Linked DNA regions of Mus musculus: region 1 is linked to region 2. The links are chromatin contacts, called in public Hi-C maps. All regions are on one chromosome and are shown on one strand. The core of a region is the stretch at or near the end of the contact, and the rest is flanking DNA. Distances in the headings are between cores, read along the strand shown. Region 1 holds the start of N4bp2l1 (NEDD4 binding protein 2-like 1). Region 2 has its middle 37 kb from the start of Fry.

What was found. A called contact is a pair of places that touch in the nucleus more often than the background predicts.
Region 1: a contact with region 2 is called in a Hi-C map of regulatory T cells, with 5 times the contacts expected there. The contact joins the promoter of N4bp2l1 here to the enhancer-like site in region 2. A contact is called at or near these places in 1 of 39 promoter capture datasets (liver), 1 of 484 Hi-C or Micro-C datasets (regulatory T cells), 3 of 115 datasets of contacts at active chromatin or transcription factors (craniofacial prominence, embryonic forebrain and forebrain) and 1 of 9 other capture datasets (pancreatic islet).

What each region holds. Positions count from the first base shown.
Region 1 is chr5:150,593,239-150,599,711 of GRCm38.p6, reverse strand. N4bp2l1 (NEDD4 binding protein 2-like 1) reads left to right here and starts at 5,187. Exons shown (of 5, transcript NM_133898.4): 1 at 5,187-5,448. The coding sequence starts at 5,276.
Region 2 is chr5:150,219,524-150,226,033 of GRCm38.p6, reverse strand. It overlaps a transcript of Fry not described here. Among named protein-coding and RNA genes, the nearest start is that of Fry, 37 kb to the left of the region's middle. Within about 2 kb of position 2,308, at least 36 of the 459 cell types and tissues checked have an H3K27ac peak or open chromatin away from gene starts, as enhancers often do. A contact at or near this core is called in regulatory T cells, where this site is marked.

The sequences.
Region 1 (6,473 bases), core at 3,938-6,437, 370 kb before region 2:
TCTCGAGTGTATTTTAGTTCATTCATAACACAGCAGTGGTCATGACCACCCACCCTCAGGGCTGCTCTCAGTCTGTGACAACCCCCCTCCCCGCCCCCGTCCAACCTAATCTAGCCTAACCTGGCTCCCTAACCCAGGCTTCACCCCGGCACCCACTTTCACTTTTGAATTAAGCGTGACCTTAAAATTAATTTGTCACCAAGACTGACCTGGACAGACAGGACATGGCTTTTCTTTGTTATTTACTCACTTGGCGTGTAGTTCTGTACACCTCATTGCAGACATCATGTTTTCCTTACTGTGCCCCTCCTCCACTCAGAATAGAAAGCAATAGTTGTCTTTGTACTATATTATATCAACAAACAAGTGTTTTCAGAGTTCTCAGACTATCTGACCTCCAGGAATTTGGTCAGAGATCACAGAAACTACAATATAATTAATTGGCAGTTACTATTAGTATTTTGTCCTATTTTGACATAGTTGTACTTAAATTAAAAAAAAAAAAGTTTGAAGAAATAAGAGTAATTGTTCAGTTCCTCACAGCTCAGTGCAGGCATTTGCTTAACTCCTAACATGCTGCCTTCCTCTGCAACTCGCTTGGCTGACGGGCTCCATGAAATAACCTTCACGGAGCAGGTGTGTGTGTGTGTGTGGTGGTAGTGGTGGTGGGGTTCTACTGTACACCCCCATCCCTCAGAGCAGGGGTGGAGAGGTGGGGGTTGGAGGGAGGGGGAGGAGTCGGGAACTTCCTGTGCTCACCTCTGTTTCCTAACTGGACTCTGAACTCCCCTCAGTCTAAGCTCCACCCACAGCTTCTCACCTTCCAGTGCCCGAATGTCCTGGGTATGTTGGATGAGTTGTGCTTTTTGGCTCTCTATCGTTTAGGGCACTTTTGATCAAATCAATCCGCATTTGACCCTTTGCTGTCTAGTTTCTAGAATCCCGTTGCTATGAGCCCCTCCGCAGCTTATGCTTAATGTGATAACGACAAAACAGCCGGGGCTTCTGGAGAAACCCCAAAGTAGCTTCCTTTGTACTCTAGTGAGGTTTCAAGGAAGAGCAGAAGTTACAAGCTTGCCTTCAACCTGCCATCTGTAGTAGGTTTACCACGTTCTTCAGATGGCCCAGTGTCTCCTCCGTGTTTACCCTGTACAGGTTGAGTGTGTGTTGCTGGACTGGAGGTCTTGAGCCACGGTTTGTGGCCTGCACTTGTCTTCTTGCACTCAAGTCCGAAAGGCCGAGAAAATCAAAGCCAGTATCACAGGATTCTGGCGGCACCGATCTGCGCCACGCTAGGGAGCTCACGTGGTCTTCTCCTTTCCTTCCTTGTTCCCTTCCCCCAGTCTTGTTTTGAGATAAGTATTTCATTAAGTTCCCCAGGCAGCTTTGAACTTTCAGAGCTGCTGCCTGGGTCTCCCAAGTAACTAAGACTAAATGTGCTTAATTTAATGTAAAGCAGCCCTGTGGTTCCCTAACTTCAACCTGCCTCCCACAGCTTCCCTCAGGCATCTAGAAGAGGGCAGAGTGAGGCAGAGTTAGGAGGATCGGTAGACTGACAGGCAGGGAGGAGACTGGCATCTGGAAAATTCTTTCTTTGGTGCCGTAAACAGCAAAATGTGTGGCTTTTTATGTTAGAAGCCACTCTGCCATAGCCGTGCCTAGGGATAGTATTGGAAATATTTAACAGCGGGCGTACTGAGGGCAGTCACCAATTTGGACCGTCCTTATGATTTAATAATGCTTACTGACTCACTGGCCACAAGGCTTAGGCTGGGATCTAGAATGCTGCAATTTTCTATACTTTTCTCTACATTTATCACCTTCTAATTTCCAGAAAGACGCTCTGGGAAAACGGGTTAGGACTACTCTCCTCCATGGTATCTTCATAAAACGCGTGCCGTCACACCAAGTTTCCTTGCACCTATGGTGAACATTGGGTGCAGTCCTTACCTCTGGGGAGATGTCTGACAGCAGGGGAGTGACATATTGTGCCAGGGATGTGCTTTAAATGATGGAATGCATGCTATAGAGCTGAGTTTGGTCCCTCGAAACTCATACGCCCACGAATGAGTGGGGGTGGGGCTTGTTGGCGTAGGGGGCGTGGGGCATATTGGAGTGGAGGTGAGGCCAGGTAGGACATTCTTATCAGGTTTGTATAGAGGATGTGTCTGCCCAGCTTCTCTTTTGCACTGTGCTTTTTGTTTCTCCACATCTTATTGAAATGTAACATTTAGAAAAACATCATTTCCCCCAAATGGTTTATCAGATGATTTTTCCCTATTTCTCTTCTGTTCCGTTAAGCCGGAGTCACGCACGCTGCTCAGGCTGCCCTGGGCTTCTGTGCTTAAGAGATGTTTTAGATTTGCCCTCCCCAGCTCCCAAGTAGTTCCCAAGTGTTAGCACACTGCACCTGGTTTCCGTTTGTCCTCTCCATCAAAGTGATCATACAATGCGGCATTCACTGTTTGTCATGCTGGACCATGCAGTGTACGTTTTTATTTTGTTTTTCTTTTGTTTGTTTGAGACATGGTCTCTCTGCATAGCCTTGGCTGTCCTGGAACTCACTATGTAGACCAAGATGGCTTCAAGAACTCACAGAGAACTGCCTGTCCAAGTCTCCCAAGAGCTGAGATTAAAGGTATATGCTACTATGCCTGGCTTATATTTTTTTAAGTCTTCATTTGTGTGTGTGTGAATGTGTGTGTATGTGTGTGTTTTTTAGTGTATGCATGCCACACATATTAGGAGGCCAGAAGGGCTTTGGGTCCTGTTGCTAAAATTTCTTCCCTCAGGGAGACATAAGCAACATCTTTATTCCTTTTCTTCCTGGCCAAACAACAAACTGAGACATGATTCCACCAGAGGTCACTCTGGAGAAGCAGTGAGTTTATTAGGCTTTCTTACACAGCATAGATGAGTGATTACCTTCTAGGGCATGAGTGGTCCTCACCTGAAAGGCCACACCAGAAAGTCTTCACCCAGCAGGGACAGATGAGGGCCTTCCCATTGCTGCATAGATGGGAACCCCTTGTCCCCAGACTGCATGTAGTTAGGACAGAGTTGCATTCAACAGGCAGAAAGGAGCTGAGGGTCCAGTGGCTCTCCTTATCAACCAGCCCGGCTTGGATTTGTGCAAGCCAAACCAGCTAAATACCTCAAGAACGAACGGGGTTGTTTGGCCCAGAGGATAGCCCTGTACAACAGATCCCCTGGAACTAGAGTTACAGGTGCTTGTGAGCCACTTCATGTAGCTGCTGGGAACCAAACACCAGTCCTGATCCCTGAGCTATCTCTCCGTTGTGTGTGAGTGGGTGTGAGTGTATGTGCTCATATGAGGCTGTGCAGCATGCATGTAGAGACCAGAGGACATCAGGGGTCTCCCTTATGCTCTCTGTCTTATTCCTTTAAGAAAGGGTCTCTCACTGAAGCTGGAGCTGCTGATCAATGGGCTCTGCCAAGCCAGTCATCTCCACTCCTCTCAGCACTAGGGTTACGTGTGCAGCCATGCCCTCCTTGTTACATGGGGTTGTGGATTCAAACTCATGCCCTCATGCTTGTACTCTAAGACTCTAGCCTACTGAGCCATCTATCTCCTCAGTCCTTAAACCTCAAAAAACAAAAAAACAAAAACAAAAACAAAAACAAAAAAAACCCCCCAAAAAACCAAAACCAAAACCAAAAACAAAAAATCCACACATTTTAGGGTTTGTTTGTTTTGTTTTGTTTTATTCTAGAAAAACAGGTATCAATGGGTGAACAAGGTTAAGGTCTATACTCAACAAGAAAGACATGACCCCCCAAAATATGGAACACTTCATGAATTTTTGTGGGGCCATGCTAATCTGCTCTGCATCCACTTTAAGGTGCTGCCAAATCGAGCCCTTTAACCCCATTTTGTACCATCCACACCCCAAATGCTCCATGTTTCTTACTGGACAGCAGATGATTGGAATGAAAAAGAAAGTATTTGAGGCTGAGGGGAACCACGTTTGTAAACGTGTGCTAAGGGTATGCTCAGGGTGCAGGAGATTCACTTCCTCAAATGTGAACCCGGACGTATACAAGCTAAAGGTCACTGCTGTTAGGACAAATGTGTCTTCTCCATTCCTCGTGCTTCCTCTTAATGTGCACACAGAAAGAAGGACTAAAGAAGTAGCTTCACTCCGGGAGGGGAATTCCCGGGGGAGCAACCTGACTGCTCCACACCCCAACCCAGGGGAAGTCCAAAGCCAGCGAGATGCACAGGCAGCTGTCCTCCCTCCTTGTACACAGCCCCTTCCTAACGCGCTCATCAGGAAATCTCTGATTTTGACATAGGTTCTGAGTCTTAGAAAGACACTACTTCTTTCTCCACACTTCCTTCTCATAATGCTCATACCTTAGGTGCCAGACACAAAATGTTTTGATTTTTACAACAATTGTAGCCAAAGCCACCAATATCTCAGATTTTCTAGTATGCAAATTTTGAACAGTTTCATTCTGAAAACCAGGACCATTCTATTGCTTCTAAAGGGAAATACTGGAGAGTCACAGCCAGTGGGTGCTGCCAACTCCTGCAACTTGAATTTGGTTTTATATAAATGGTACCATGACAATCTCCCCTGCTATGTGGCAGCGGAAGGTGTTCATGAAGCCTCCTGAGTCCACCCGAGACCCAAGGAGTAACAAGAGACTTAAAAGTTGCATACAGCTTTTAAGGATAGTTTTGGCAGGCCGGTACCGGTACTAAGGAAACGTACAGGACCCTGAAGGAGTGTACCTCAGTCCTTGGGACCCCAGCCAGGTGCTGACTGATTCACAGGCAGTAGGGGAGACAACAGTCTTTACTGTGACTGCTCGGATGCGCTGGTCACATTCTCTAATCTCCCACGGAAAGTATTTACTTTCAAGGTCTAGGCCGGTCTGAAGTGAGATGAGGCAGAGCCGTGGCAGAGGGCTGGGCTTCCACAGTGACTGCAGGGAAACCTCCCACTGTGTCCCCGGGGCCAGGCCCCTTCCCTTGGGAAGGGCTGCGGAAGGCGGCGGGGGGCTGGAGGGAGCGCTGGGGGCTGCGTCACCCACGCTTCCCCGGGCTGTCAGACTCCCCGGCAGCGCCGGGGCCTCACAGGTAGAGACGCCCCCTCCCGCGGTTCGCGGGGCCGGGGAGGAGGGGCCGGGCTCCGAGCGCCCGCCCCTCCATCTATCACATGGCCGGAGAGTCACAAAAACAACAGCTTTGGCCAAGACCGTGACTTCAGGAAGGGAGCTCAGGGCCCTCGCCGCCAGCCCCCTCCCCATGGAGGACAGTTTTCTGGAATCGTTCGGGAGGCTGAGCCTCCAACAGCGGCAGCAGCAGCCGCCTCCTCGGCCGCCGCCCGCTCGGGGGCCACCTCCGCGCCGCCACAGCTTTAGGAAACACCTCTACCTCCTGCGCGGCCTCCCGGGCTCGGGAAAAACCACGCTGGCCAGGTAATGAGAGCGGCCTGGCGCCCACTCGCGCTCCTGCCCCGAGCGGCTCCGCGCGCCGCCCCTGCCCTTGCCCCGCGCGCCCGAGAGCTTTGCCGCGCGCCGGCCCGGGAGGACGGACCTCGGCAGTGCGCCTTGCGCAAGCCCCAAGACGCCGCCGCCGGCCCTTCCCCGCCGCGCCGGGCCTGGTGCCCACCCCTCCACCCCCAACTCCCCGGCAACCTTCGTCCCCAGCCCCGGGTCGGGGAGGCCCGCGGGGACTGCTCTTCGGGAAAAGCTGGTGGTGACTGCAGAGAAACCCGCTCCCCGCCCGCTGGCGCGCAGGCAGCCGCCACGGCGCCCACAGGCGCTGTCACCGGAGCGAGTTCGGGGATGTCCGGGTCGGGGGTCCGCGCGGCGCTGGCCGGGGGCCCGCTTTGAGATCTGGTGGATCGGCGCAGCCTGCGGCTGCTTTGGCGGCTGCGAAGGCGCACAGGTGCTCTGGGGAGGGGGGCGGGGGGCTGGCGGCGCCACCACCGACCGTCACTGACAGCCTCTCCGCGGGCGCCCAAATTCGATCACTCGCGAATTGCGTAAGCGGCCCTTCGGGTACCCGGGCAGAGAGAACTGCGCGGGCTTGCTGCCTGCTGCACCTTGCTAGGCCCACCGCTCCAGCCTGAACGCCCTCCACTTCCTGCCCTGCACTTGGTATTCCAGCAACGTTGGACTGTTTCTCTCTCCTTGCTGGGGTTGAGGATGCTGACCCTCCTGCCTGGCTTTCCCACCGTCACCCTTTGCCCGACTGGTCTCACTAGCCTTTTAAAACCGGTTCTATTACCTCCCCTCGCAGCTGCCTCACCCTGCCGTAGAAGCCGCCCGCCCTTCTCAGCGTCTTGGCTCCTGTTTACATCTCTGTGACTGCGCTTAGGTTTGCACACGGTTGCTTTTGCCTTCTGTGAGATACTTGAAGATAGGGGCCATGTCTTACCCTCCGTGAACGTTATCGGGCACACACTAGTCGATAGAAGCAGTCACTTGCCACCTGTGTG
Region 2 (6,510 bases), core at 1,059-3,558:
AGAAAGTGCTTTGAACTCATGAGAGACTCTCATATCAAATTTCAGGATCTAGCTGACCTCGCTCAGGTAGATTTTAAGATATTAAGATTTTAAGATATTAATGTGGATTTTCTTTCTAGCTCCATACATTCACCTGCAAATGTCATGGCTTCATTTTTTTCCCTATAGCTAAATAAAATCCCACTGTGTATATGAACCATATCTTCCTTGCCCATTCATCAGCTGATGGACATTGTCTTAGGTAGGGTTTTACCTGTGAACAGGCACCATAACCAAGGCAACTCTTATAAGGACAACATTTAACTGGGACTGGCTGACAGGTTCAGAGGTTCAGTCCATTATCATCAAGGGCAGGAGCATGGCAGCATCCAGGCAGGCGTGGTGCAGGAGGAGCTGAGAGTTCTACATCTTCACCTGAAGGCTGCTAGCAGAATACTGGCTTCTAGGCAGCTAGGATAAGAGTCTTATAGTCCACACCCACAGTGACACACCTACTCCAACAAGACCACACCTCCAAATAGTGAAACATACAGCCGTTACTAAAGTAGTCTAGGCTGTTTCTGTATCTCAGCTATTTATGAAAGAACAGCAATGAACATGGATGCCCATGTGCCTCTGTAGCAGGAAACAGAGCCCAAGGGTACCATAGTAGGGTAGGTCTCTTCCTAATTCCTTTTTTTTCTCCCCCCCCCCCAACCCTTGAGGAATAAGATCACACCCGTCAAACTCTAGCTTGGAGCAGGAAGGGACTCATGAGTCCCCACCCATTACATCAGGTGCTATGGACAGACAGTTGATGGCTTCTGGGGAAAGAAGAGGTAGTTAGTTTCCTTTACGGGTGTGTGTGGCTCCTGGTGGGTCAGCTATACTCAGTGGATGGTCCCACACCCAGGAGTATATGGGCTGATGGATAACCGAATGAAAATAGATAAATAGAGGGTAATTCAGAGGTTAGGAAGATGGGAATGCATTTGGAGGAGCTAAGAAGGGATGAATATGATTAAAATGCATTGTGTGAAATATTGCGGAAACTAATTTAAAATACTTAGAAAAGAAATGAAGGCTTACTATGTAGTGTGCTGGCTAGTTTTCAGTATCAACTTGACACAGGCTAGAGCCACCCAGGAACAAGAACTCTTAATTAGGTAAATGCTCCACTAGACTGGCCTGTCAGCAGATCTGTGGAACATTTTCTTGATTAATAATTGATGGGTGAGAACCAAGTCTACTGTGGGCGGATGGCCTGGGTTCTACAAGAAAGCAGGCTGAGCAAGCCCATTAGCAGCACCCCTCCATGGTGTCTGCATCAGCTCCTGCCTCCAGGTTCCTGCCCTGACTTCCTCCAGTGATAGACTATTACCTGGAAGTGTAAGCTGAAATAATAATAATAAATTTATATAACTATATATTACAATTTATATAACATATAGAATACTTATATTATTTTATATATACAAGTATATACTTTAGATATATGAATATTATGTAATAAAATATAAAATAATATAATTATATATTTGTGTACTTATAATTATATATTAAGTATATAATTATATGTATTTTATTATATAATATATAACACATAACATAAAACATATAACAAAATATATAATATTTTATATAATATATACTCATCACAGCAATAAAAACTGCAACTAAGACACTCAGAAAACTCACATACTCTTAAAAAAAAGAACAGGATCTACTGAAAAACAAAACGATAATGCAAAATATCAATGTTATAAATAGTTTTTATTCATTAAAAATTTTATATTCATTAAAAACAAACAAACAAACAAACAAACAAACAAACAAACAAACAAAAGGAGCCCTAAAAGGAGACAAGAAAGACAAAAACATGTCAGGCCTCCCAGGGAAGAGTGTAGACATTTGTTCTTTCTGCGTCTACAGGCTCCTGCCTCCATTCTGCCCCATGCTTCCAGCTGGGTACGGCTACATTTCCAGAACATTCTCTGATCGTCTTAGCTACTTTATCTCTTACCACAAAGCCATTCTGCTACAAGCAAACTGATTTCCCTTAAGTCACAGGCCCTCACTGATCTTCATAGGTCTGATCGATATGTAGGTCAAGTAGCTCACCCCGCCCCCTCTCAGTCTAGGGTCTCTACATGGAGTTAGGACTTGTCCCAGGCCAGCCAGTCAGCGGGTGATAGATCTAAGTTTCAAAGCCACTTGGCTTTGTTTCTAATGTACCATTCATCTAACAAATGCTAGAAACCTACCACATAGCAAGTACGGGGCTAAGCATGCCTTATATGGTGTTGAACGCATAACACAAAACAGAAACAGTCCTTTGTCTCCTCTGTGACACTAGCCGGGGATTTCCAGAGTAAAGTCCCCCAGCACACAACACAATGCAATAGGTCCACACAAACTTGGCCCAACACATAATACAACTGACTTCTATTTGTGGCCATGTCGGGTACTGGTTCTCACCTGATTTTACCCTGTGTTTATGGTCTGGGTTGGTGGATCAGGGGCACGCGCCCCCCACCCCCGGACACCTTACTCAGCTAATAAGGGCCACCCGAAGGACTCTATCATAAGAAGTCTTTTCTCCTACATACAGCGAATGTCTCTGGAACAAGAAACGGTGCTGAGTGAGCTGGCCCTGGGACCTTTTGGTTGGTTGATTGGCTGTTTCTCTGCGTAGCCCTGGCTGTCCTGGAACTCACTCTGTAGACCAGGCTGGTCTCCAACTCACAGAGATCCTCCTGCCTCCTGAGTGCTGGTACTAAAGGTCTGTGCCACCACCACCCAACTGGAGTTTTGTTTTGTTTTGTTTTGTTTTTGGTCCTGAGCCTTTTAATATTAAACCATTCATATAGCTTTCACTCAGAAGTCCTTCTGAGAAGCTAAGAAAAAGTGATTGAGCAACATGACTCAGTGGGTAAGAGCATTTACTACTGCGGCAGAGGATCTGGATTAGATTCCTAGAATCCACAGAGCAGCTCACAACCATCTGTAACTCTAGGTTGGAGATTCTACACCTTCTTCTGGCTTCCATGACATCGTGCACACTCAGTGCACAGACATGCAGGTAGGCAAAACACACACACACACACACACACACACACAGACAGACACACACACTCACCAGATTCCCTGTACACAAATACATTCATGATAGCATCATCAAAGAATCAGAAACGGCTCCTAGGTATAGGTAATTGGCCAAGTATATCATTTCACAAGGAACAGTCCACTGTCAGCTACAATGGCTATCATGTTAAATGTCTTTTCCTTTTCAATATAAATATAATAAAAGGTTGGTGCATATCTATGCTTTCATCATTAAGCATGCTAACATACTCAGGAATCAGCAGCCTTTACAGCTTGGATATAAAGGTCTCAACAAGTCTAAGGTGGAATCCGGATTGGATGGTATAATCCTAGCCATATTTGTCGTTCGGGGCTGTTAGTAGGATTACCAGAGCTGGTGCACGGAGGGAGGTTGATAAGAGTCAATTATAATTCCTGTATGGGCATGTCTGTGCCCCATTTACAGGACATGATTCAATCATTCATTCACGTCTTTCCTTGTTCATTAACATGTTTATTAGATCCGGTCTGGATGCCAGGCACGATCTTAAATGGCTTTGGGGGGTACATGTGGGGGTGGGGAGGTTGAGACAGGGTCTCTCAATATAGCCCTTGGCTGTTCTGGAACTCACTATGTAGAACAAACTGACCTCGGCCACAGAAATCTGCTTGCCTCCGCCTCCCAAGTGCTGGGATTAAAGGCATATGTCACTGTGCCTAGTTTACATGTTGCTAATAAGGTGGCAAATTAGTAATTTCTTATCCAGCAAAGAAGACAGGGAAGTGGCTAGCAGGTTTAAATCAAAGTCTGTAGAGGCCGCTAGGACGTGTTTATTAAAGGATCCAATGCAGCCTGGATGGCAACATGGCTTTCCTGAAGGGCTCACCCCCACAAGGAGTCCTCAAAGAGTCTTGATTTTAGTTCAGACAAGGAGGGCGATGGAGCAGGGAGGGACTAGGTCTATTCCAGCCAATCAGACTGGCGCAGAGGTGAGGAAAGGCACCTGAATGGTTCAAGTGGTAAAAAAAAATCATGGTGCCTGCCAAGATTTCAGAATTCCTGAATCTCTCTGTGCTGAGTCTGGGGCCTTCCAAAAAATGGGTCCTCAGCAGGCATAATGGTTACCTTTGTCTGCAAACTCACACGTCACTGCTTACAAACGCAACTCTCTGCTGCCCGTGAGTCAGGACGTTCAGCAATATGACGTCACACGTCTCCCCAGCTGTCAACACTTTGCCAAACAAAAATATTTTTCTGTACGTAAGACCGAGTTATAATAAGAATTCCATCCGAGTTTCATCAGCTGTTGTGACCAAAAAAAAAAAAAAAAAGTGGATCCTGGTTCTCTGTGGGAGGTGACATTTTGTTGACATATGAGGCAATTTCGTGAGATAAGACATGCAAGATGAGACAAATCACAGCACTGGGGAGGAAGAAATTAGATGCTGCTCCTTCACAGTTCCGTAGCTTTTGTTTTTCTTGAAAAGAATTAGACAAATATAACATGGTCAATTCCAGTTATTGGTGGCATAGAACGTGGGGTGTGATTAAAGGAAGGAGCCCAGGGTACACTCTCATCCACCCTTGTTAGAAGCCTGCGCCATTCTAACCTCTGAGATTTCACGTTTTATAAGGAACTTCCTATCAGATCAGAGCTCTCCACCCACAACACCTTTTAAAGTCTGATACACACATACATCCCGATTGCTAGTTGTCAAGGATGAAGCAAATTATCCTGATATTTTTTGAAAACTTGGGAGAAGAGCTTTTTTTTTAAAAGTGATTTCTCATTCTTTGCAAACAACTGCATTAGGATTTGTTCAGCTAGCCACATCTTCTACAGAAGACAACAGTCACTGATAAGCCTGCATCCTATTCTACAGACGACGGCTTTTGCATCTTAGCCTGTGGAAACATAATGGCATACAAAGGGTGGGGTCTTAAGGGGTATGGAGGGAAGGGGATGCTGAAACCCCCTTCTCAATTTTCCTTTCATAAGCACCACACCTAACATTTAAAATCTTGCCACAAAGGCACACACATTGACAACACGGCTGTAATCTGTACATCAGAGCTGTTCGTAGAAGTTCCTCACAGAATGTTTAGAAGGACTCTTGCTAATGAGCATCAGCTCAAGAGAGGGAAACGACGCTTGCTTATCATTTCGCTCCGAATGTACTGAACAACTGGAGTCCACCAGCGTGCTGAAAACGGACTGTTACCTTGGTTAATTTAACAAGGTCACTCTGTGCGAAGCTAATGGTAACTTTAAGATACTTAAAACAGTTTGTTTTAGAAAGACATGCAAGAACTACAACAGCTCCTGAGACAGAATTTGCCCAGTATCTATTACTACCAAAATAAAGAAGACAAGCTGATAAGACCCCAGTCTATCTCCGCAGCTCCCCCACTGGCTGCACAGCTGAATATTCCCTAGTCCATCTCAGGGGCGCCCCCAGCGGCGGGATGCAGAGCTGCAATCTAGACAGCCCGGCCTGAGGTAGGTTCTGGAATTAGTACAAGTTAGCTTGCATATCAGGTTGTAGGCTGCTGGAGTTAGAGGCAGGGGCTGTGGGTTGTGAGAGCTGCAGAGAGGCTGTTCCTGTGAGCTCTGAGAACAGACGTTATAGGCAGGGGAATATATCTGTGGTCCTGAAGCAAGACCCGAAGGGAAATTTATGCATTTAAAAACATCTCCACATATAGGGCATTGAGTTAAAATTACAGACATAGACCCAAGGGAGAAACATTCCAAGAAAATGTTTGAGAACACCCAATGGCATCATGATGACTAACTGCTTTGCAAGGCCTTGCCCTGAACACGGCCAGGCCTGGGAGGGAGGTCTGTCTTCCCTTCCCCTCACCCTCTTTTTTATGCCTACTTGTGTTGAACCCAGGACGTCACATATCATAGGCAAATGCTTTGCCATTTAGCTGAAGCCCCTATGTGGGATGTTCCTCTAGAGGGTCTCTCTCAAATGCTCTGGCTGACCTTGAACTTGGAATCCTCCTGACTCAGCCTTCTCAGTAGCTGAGGCTACAGGCAGGCATCACCACATCCTATCATCAGCAATGAACTCAAGACAAAAACAAACAAACAACTTTAAGAAATAAAAAGATGAGCCTATTCACAGAAAGAAATCAGTCTTACATCCTGGACTTGGATTTGACAGGAGCTTCAAGCACTGATTTAAATCTCTTCATCAGGCTGACAAGCTGGCCTAGAAGGCAAAGGCATTCGCTACCCAGTCTGACAACCTTGAGTCCGATCCTGAAACCAACGTGGTGGAAGGAAAGAACTGGCTCTCACGAGCCACCCTATGACCTTCACCTGTGTCGCAACAGACATGTGCCTCACATGAAGAAAATAAATGTAGAAAAAAAAATCACTCTGCTCAGCAGGCTAGAGGAAAACAAAGGCAATGACGTAAATACAATCAAGAAAA